Regions from separate parts of the Sus scrofa genome. Here region 2 is linked to region 1. The links are chromatin contacts, called in public Hi-C maps. All regions are on one chromosome and are shown on one strand. The core of a region is the stretch at or near the end of the contact, and the rest is flanking DNA. Distances in the headings are between cores, read along the strand shown. Region 1 holds the start of ABCD3 (ATP binding cassette subfamily D member 3). Region 2 holds the start of GCLM (glutamate--cysteine ligase regulatory subunit).

Region 1 (3,976 bases), core at 396-2,895:
CCATTCCTCTGCTATGCAGTTTCTTTTGCTGCAGCAAGTTAATAAACCCAACTTTGCTGGGTTACAATTTTTGTCCCTAGGGCTTTATGACCATTTGGTGTTATCTGAGCTCATATCACGAGTTGCAGTGTGGCTCAGCAGGTTAAGGATCCCACATAGTAACTGCAGTGGCTTGGGTTGCTGCTATGGTGTGGGTTTGATAGCTGGCCCAGGAACTTCCCAAATGGCCTAAAACAAAAAAGAAAACAAAACAAATTACCCATGCTTCTTGAGCCAAGGGTGGGTTTTTCAGAACACCTTGCCCAATGAGTAACATTCTTACCTTACCTTTCCTTTGAACTATAGTCTACTTCCTAAATATATCTCTCCTTTGAAATATATTTACTAAATGGATATATTTTGGACTAACCTTACACACCCTACCTTCACTGCTACTAACTCCAAGGTGATACACTTTCTCCCAGGGTTTCTAACGCTTTTACAGTGCTATGCAATTTATGAGTGAATTAGTAATTTTCCCTCTTCCTGAATAATTCTTGTAATCTCTATTAGGTGAGAAAACTCCTAAGGAACCATTGTTTTGTGTTTTATTTTAATGTGGAGTACTTTAATACGCCTATTGTGCAGATTTTATATACTTATTTTCTGACTGACACACTTGCTTTTCTCTGGTTTCCTCAACTGAAGACAAGAACTCATGAGTCACCGTACATTTCCCCAGTCCAAATGCTAAGGAGAGGGATTTCTGTATCACAGGGCCTAGCAGAAGAATGCTGTAATCTGTAATGCCTTTCTGATTCTGGGAGTCAGGCCAGCGTGAATACAACGCATGCTTGTTATTTCTGAATGCCCCTTCGCCAACAGCGTTTCTCAAACTTTCTGTTTGACCAGATCCACAGTAAGAAATACATTTTGTATTACTCCTCAGGACACATAGATACGAAAAACTGGCAAAACATTTTCTCAAAACAATTCTTTTACACAAAATGCACCCCGAGATTTTTTCTATTATGTTCTGTTCGACCAGAATTCATTAAAAAAAAAAAAGTGGCGGAAAACCGATAGCACCATCCCCTACAGCCACCGCTGGCTTGGAAAAAGGTGTTTGATTTGCAGTCACTCCTTCCCCATTTCCACACGTTGTCCCGACAGGTGTTTTCATCTAAAGGATTACTGTGCGCTCAGTTTTGAGTAAATGATCTGTGACGGGCTGTTCCTCTCCTCCAGGCGCCTTTAAGAGGGTGGTGACAGCCCATCCAGGCGAGTGGCGTGGCTGGTCCCACCAAAGCCCCGGCGCAGGCCAGGCCCGCTTTTCCAGTTCTTGAGAAAGCCTGGGTGTGCGCGCGCGCGGAAGTGGGGGTAGGGGCGAGGCGGGGGCCACCCCGAGGCCTCGGAGCACCGAGTTGCTGCCGAGGGAGGCTCGGCGGCCGTCTCTGCGCCCGCGCTCCCGGTGACCCTGCGACGGTCCGCGCGTGCGCAGAGCGCATCCCGGGAACTGTCCGGCCTCCGCGGCGCCCGCGCGCGCTCCCGCCGAGCCGAGGTCGGGGGCGGGGGTTCCGGCGCGCGGCCGCGCCAGGGGGCGGCCCTGCGCGGCCGGCCCCGCCCTCCCTCGGCGCGCTCCTCTCCTCCCAGTCTCCCCCGCGCTTCCTGCATTAAGGTAGCCGCCGCCGCGCCCGGGTCCCCGTCCCCGAGTCGCTCGCACAGGCTGTGCCATGGCGGCCTTCAGCAAGCACCTGACCGTGCGAAACTCCTCGCTGGCGGGGGCCGCCTTCCTGCTGCTTTGCCTGCTCCACAAACGGCGCCGCGCCCTCGGCCTGCACGGGTAAGAAGGCCCGTGGCCGCGCCGCGTTCCCGGGCCCGAGCGGGAGCTCCCCGCGCGCTCTCAATCTTTGCCCGGCGGGGTCAAGCGTAGAGGGGCCGGCCGCCGCTGCCAGGCTCCAATGTCAGGGTGTCCCGGTGTCCCAGAGGCGCGGGCGGCCCCAGAGCTGCCTGCGCTCCGCCCGCCTTTCCGGCTGCTCACTCTGCCCCCGGGGGTGTGAAGGAATCGTTTCTCTGCGCCCGTGGGCAAACCTGTGCCTCTGTCCCGACGTGGCTTCCCCGTGTCCTCCCCAAACCACCTCCTTCCTGCATTAACTTTCTGGGTGTGTTTTAGTTTTGCCACCTCATCCCCTGCCAGACCGTGGGTTTGCTTTGTGGACGTGTATGTATGATGGGAGGATGGAGACTGGACTCACCAGGCTAGAGGCTGTGGTCTAGAGCATTGGATGAGCTTTGGCACGATTCCTTAGTAGTTGCTGTTGAGAGTCGCGAGGATGGTTCACACAAACTATCTTGGGTCCGCTTGGCAAAGTTGCCTTGTAAAGTGGTGTCCCCTTGGAGTTGGTCATTGAACTCCCAGGCATTTCATCTGGAAAGGCTGATCGGTTCCGAGGTATTAGGAGGGCCAGGTTCCCTTCCCTGACTCGCAGGTGGAAGGTGAAAGTGTTTTAGGTAAGGGTTAGGATTCTCTTTGATTATACTCCCCTGCTTGCCTCCTCGAGAATTTTAATGTTTAGATTTAATTTGGGGAGATTATAACATTAGAGAAGGGAGAGAGAGAATTGAGTTACTGTTCTGGGGTTACTGACATAATTTTTTATTTGCCAAGAGTCACTTTCCTTCAGCAAATGAATGAGAAAAGGCTACTTCCTAAGCATTCCTGCCACTCTTGTATATTTCATATTAAATTTTGGCATAGTGCTTTCATGCATTTTATTTATTTATTTATTTGGGCAGGTACTGTTTGCCTTCTGTTTTGATTTGCCCGTTATATCTAATTAGTAGACTTTTGACCAAACCACTGACAAGTGGCTTTAATTCCCATGAAGTTCTTAACTAACCATCTCCTGACTTCCTTATCTTATTAAAGTCTGAATCGGTGACCTTTCTTTTCCTTCCTAAATCTGTTTAACAGAGTTGAAAATGATTTGCATCTTTGTCCAGACAATACTGTACCTATTCATGTTTCTCCTATTCAGATTGCTTTTAAAATGAGTAATTCTGGAAAATATAAACCAAATTTTCTATTAAATTGTATGCTTGCTGAGCTCCCAGTTGCAGATGGAAGTTGTTTGTTACCTGGGAATACGCCAATAGAAAATGTAAAATACCTTTGAATTACATTTTTGCAGAGACGTGTTTCAGCGCATAGAACTGAAACACGTATTTTAGTATGAGCTGCCCTAGCAGCTCTAGCTTGTTTTTATGATTAAAAATTTTTTTTTTGTTTTATTGGAGTGTTGCATACTTGTGGAAAAATACTCATTAAGTGTTGAGCTTGAAAGAGTTTCACAAATGGAGCTCATTCATTTAATCACCACCCAGAGCTGCACCAAGGTAACATTATCAGCAGTGCAGAAACTCTTCAGGTCTTTTCCAATCACAGCTAAAGGAGTTACTAATTAATAAGGCCATTGATTAGTGAGTAAGGGAAATTTTAAACATAATCTAATGGGAATAGTAAGAACAAAATAGTATAATAGAATCTGTCTTAGCAAATAATTTTAGGTGTTTATTCATTATTACATAAAATGCTTGAAAAATCTCTTTTTGAGAAACTTTGTAAACTTTTTGGGAGATTAGATTATGCAACACTTAATTTACCGAGCAAAAGTTTGTTAATCTTTTGCATTGGCAGGAGTGAGGAAAATCTTTATTTTACATATTAAATAGTTTGTGGGAGGAGAATGCAAATTCTGAGCAGATAAGAAGTTTAAATTACTGAGATAAAATGGTTGAATTATTTTTAAATCATTAAGAATGGTATTGAGTCTATGTAGATAATATCCTTCCTGAATCTTGGATGTCTTTCAGTCACTATCTTTGGCATCATAGCTTGAAGATTAGAAAATTCTAACTTTATATTTCACTGGCTTTTTGGATATCTTTGGTAATAGGGCTAATTAATTTTACTATCTAGTGCCTAATTAAGGAACCT
Region 2 (3,976 bases), core at 733-3,232, 440 kb before region 1:
CATATTGAAGTTCCAGGGCTAGGGGTGGAATTGGAGCTGCAGCTGTGGCCTATGCCAGGGACTGAACCCACATCCTCACAGAGTCAACATGGATCCTTAACCTGCTGGGCCACAATGGGAACTCCCAGAATAATTTCTTCAAAAAACCAAACAGAGACTTTTTAGGAAATTTAATGATCTCTCCATCCAATGGGTAAATTTTCTCAATACTGAGTGATTTATTCAGTTTCTTTTTTCAATGAAGTTAAACTGTTTCAAGTAGCATATCCCAGTTTAGGGCTCTGGTTGTTACAAAGTTCTTTACATAAAAACAAAACATGCCTCTCCTAGTCCAACTAAGCTGTCATGTTTTCTCTACATATGTCCGCGTATCAGGTGTTCCTCAAATGTTTTCAATTTTCTCCAGTTTTTGTCCCTCTTATGGGGCACCCAAAATATCACACTGAACCACAATTACTCCTCTGAACAATGTTTTTCAAACTATGGGATGTGACATTACTATCTTAAGAAGTCAAGTTTTAAAAAATTAAAATAAGAAAAAAGTCAGAACACACAGTATACAGAAAACATTTTCATGAAAACTGTGTGTGGTGTGTACCATGAATTGGACTGTAAGGCAAAATGCATTTTTTACGGTGGTTGCAGTCAAATTGAAAATGACTACTTTAGCATGTGATAAGTGAGATAAGAGACAAAATTTCCCCCAATGTGATCAGTATACATACAAATTACTGCAATGAACCATAAGCCCTGGAGAAATAAAAGATCTAGTACTAGACACAGTTTTTTATCTTTGGGAGAAATAGTACACTCAGACGTGGTTAAAAAAAAAAAAAACAAGACATACAAACTGAGCTGCATCCTGGACACAGAATATGCTATGGATTCTGATTCCTATTAAAGCTACAACCAAGTGTCCTCCTCTCCTGATGGGTCCTCCTCCCAACACCAGGCCTTAGGTCCAGCTCACACTCAAGGGGTATGCCTTGTGTTAGTTCATAGCATATCACCAACATCTCAGAGCTGAAACTGACTAGGAACACAGCTTGATAACGTCGTAACAGGACACAGTCTGTTAATTTTTTTTTAATCAAGATTTGTTTCTTTACCTGGACACCCTGGGGGGAAGGGAGCGAGGTAGGGAGGGACGATACATGGGCCCTCTCGGATCCCCTAGTCCGGGAGAGCGATCCAGTAGGGTGGAGAGCTTGGTCATCAGCCATGAACACTGATGAGGCGTCACTCGGATGAAATCGCACCTGCCCAGTTTTTTAAGACGCTCTGCCCCAAAGCAGGTTCGGATGCGACATCCCGCGGTCAGCGGCCCCAGCCTCCTCCCGCCGGCAGAGCCCAGGTGCGCGCCTCGCCCGCGTCCCCTGCGCGCTCCGAGGCCGACCACCTGCCTCCGCCTCCCGGTGCTTCCCCGCCTCTCGGAGCCGCCCGGCCCGGTCCGCGGCCTGCCCCGGGAACCCCGCGTCGCCGCCCTCACCTCCTCGCTGTGTGTAGACGGGCACTTCTTCCGCAGGCGGCCCCAGTTGAGCAGGTTCCCCGTCTGCAGGTGCAGGGTGCTGGCCCGCGCCAGGAGCGCCCCGGCCGCGCGGCTGTCGGTGCCCATGGCAGCAGCTGACGGAGCGGGCCCGGCGGCCGCAGGCAGGGAAGGAGGCCCCCGGAGGCCGGAGAGCGGAGCGCGAGGCTCTCGCTCCACGCGGCGGGACCCCGGCCTGCGCTCGGGCCAGAGGGCGGTCGGGCGACGGCGGAGCGGCGGCCGGGGAAGGACGCGCCAGTGGATGCGGCTCCAGCTACTGCGGCCGCCGCGGGAGAGCTGACTCCCGCTAGAGCAGCCGTTTCCAGGAAGACAATGACTAAGCAGAAATCGCCGCGGAGAAAGTGCTTCGTAACCGTTACCCGTCCCGCGGCGGGGCCGGGCCGGGCCGGGTGGGACGGGGCGGGGCGGCGAGCGGGCGGCGGCGCCTGCCCGCGGGTGACTGGCCCTCTGCCTGCGGCGGGCGTGGCGCTAGGCGCCGGGCCGGCGCGCGGCGCAGGGAGCGCGGGGCGCGCGGGGCGGGGCGACCGGCGGGCGGGGCGGGGCGATCGGAAGGGCGGGGCGGGGCGCCCCCTGCAGGTCAGAGGGCGGGGCGCCGGTCCGCGCCGCCTCCACCCACGGCCGCGGACGGCCTCCCAGCCAATGGCCGGGCACGCTGCTGATGCCCTCACACACCTCTTTAAAAAGACAGCGACGGCGTCCACGGAGGCTTTGAAATACTGGCGGTTTTCAGTTCTCAGAAGCGGGTGTTAATGCACAGGACCCCCTTCTCCTTCAGATCTGCTTTGCTACCGTCTTCCTTAGTTCATTTCCTTTCGCCAGGGCTTTCCCCCAAACGGCTCATTTCCCTTCCTGTCCTTGAATTGAAGGTCTGTTGATTGACACTATTTTGCGGGCCCGTATGCGAAGTCAAAGAGTGAGACTTAATCTCTGCCCTTGAGAAGTTTAAACTCTAGTTCCAGATACAAGGCCAATGAGTAATAATATAAGAATATCGTAGTTTCCAGATGAGTTCAGAGTAAAGAGAGCACTAAAACCCGGCAGTCCGGGGAAGATATGACTTGTGACTATTCCTATTAAATTTCAGGTGCGGTAGACTTGGAATGAACCTCAAATTTAACATTTATTGAGCTTTCCTCAAAAAACTTTTACTTATGTTGAGAGTAATCACATATAGTAAAAAGCAAAATGCTGTTAAAAAGAGATGAATTTCAGTTAGTAAATATTAGGAGAGAGGTTGGAAAGCAAGCTCCTTCTAGGAAGAGTTAGAAATTGAGGCTGATCTTGAGTAAATATTTGTTGCTGAATGAAGGTAAGAATTCATTGAAGAGGAGTTCCCGTTGTGGTTCAGCGTTATGAACTGACTAGTATCCATGAGGATGTGGGTTCGATTCCTGGCCCTGCTCAGTGGGTTGAGAATCTGGTGTGAGCTGCAGTGTTGGTCACAGATGTGGCTGGGATCCCCTGATGCTGTGGCTGTGGTGTAGGCCTGCAGCTGCAGTGCTGATTAGACCTCTAGCCTGGAACTTCCATATGCTGAGATTGCAGCCCTAAAAGGCAAAAAAAAAAAAAAAGAGGAACTCATTGAGGAAAAGATTAATCCCAGAAGCAAGAATAAACAGGGGCCATTTTAGTTAACGGAAACATTTGATTCTTATTTTTTTCCTTTTTTTTCTTTCTTAAGGTCACACCCGAGGCATATGGAGGTTTCCAGGCTAGGGGTCAAATCCGAGCTACAGCTGCCGAACTACGCCACAGCTCACAGCAACGCTGGGTCCTTAACCCACTGAGCAAGGCCAAGGATGGAAACTGCGTCCTCATGGATCCTAGTCAGATTCGTTTCCACTGCACCGCTATGTCACTGAAACATTTGATTCTTATGCTGAATTTGCTTTGGCATCATTTTGTGACTTTTGGCATATTCTCTAATGCCCTGCAAATAATAGTAGAATAAAGCATAGAGGTTATACCTTTGAAACTATTAGATGTGCCTTCTTGCTGGCAATTTATATAGCATGTTGGCCACCGACAAATACCTGTATGGCTTGCAAATCTGAGTTTATCCAGTACTGTTTATTTGAACTTGGAAAAGTCACTTTATCTCTGTGTTTCACTTTCTCCAGTCTGGGCAGGTAATAGTTTAAGCTATATTAAATTGCTGATAATTGACTGTTTTTTCTTGAGTCGATAACTAAGTGTGGTACTGCTGTCCTGAAGGGTGTGCGTGTTTTCTACTTCAATAGATAGAATTTAAAATTGAAATTGCGGAGTTCCCGTCGTGGCGCAGTGGTTAACGAATCCAACTAGGAACCATGAGGTTGTGGGTTCGGTCCCTGCCCCTGCTCAGTGGGTTAACGATCCGGCGTTGCCGTGAGCTGTAGTGTAGGTTGCAGACGCAGCTCGGATCCCGCATTGCTGTGGCTCTGGTGTAGG

Evidence for each region. Hi-C and Micro-C count contacts between places; a contact is called where the count stands out from the background.
Region 2: a Hi-C map of liver shows a contact between it and region 1, with 4 times the contacts expected there. The contact joins the promoter of GCLM here to the promoter of ABCD3 in region 1. A contact is called at or near these places in 2 of 5 promoter capture datasets (fetal liver and liver) and 2 of 47 Hi-C or Micro-C datasets (heart right ventricle and liver).

The regions. Positions count from the first base shown.
Region 1 is chr4:122,927,109-122,931,084 of Sscrofa11.1, reverse strand. ABCD3 (ATP binding cassette subfamily D member 3) reads left to right here and starts at 1,645. Exons shown (of 23, transcript NM_001244133.1): 1 at 1,645-1,822. The coding sequence starts at 1,713.
Region 2 is chr4:123,369,204-123,373,179 of Sscrofa11.1, reverse strand. It overlaps GCLM (glutamate--cysteine ligase regulatory subunit), which reads right to left and starts at 1,982. Exons shown (of 7, transcript XM_001926378.4): 1 at 1,490-1,982. The coding sequence starts at 1,615.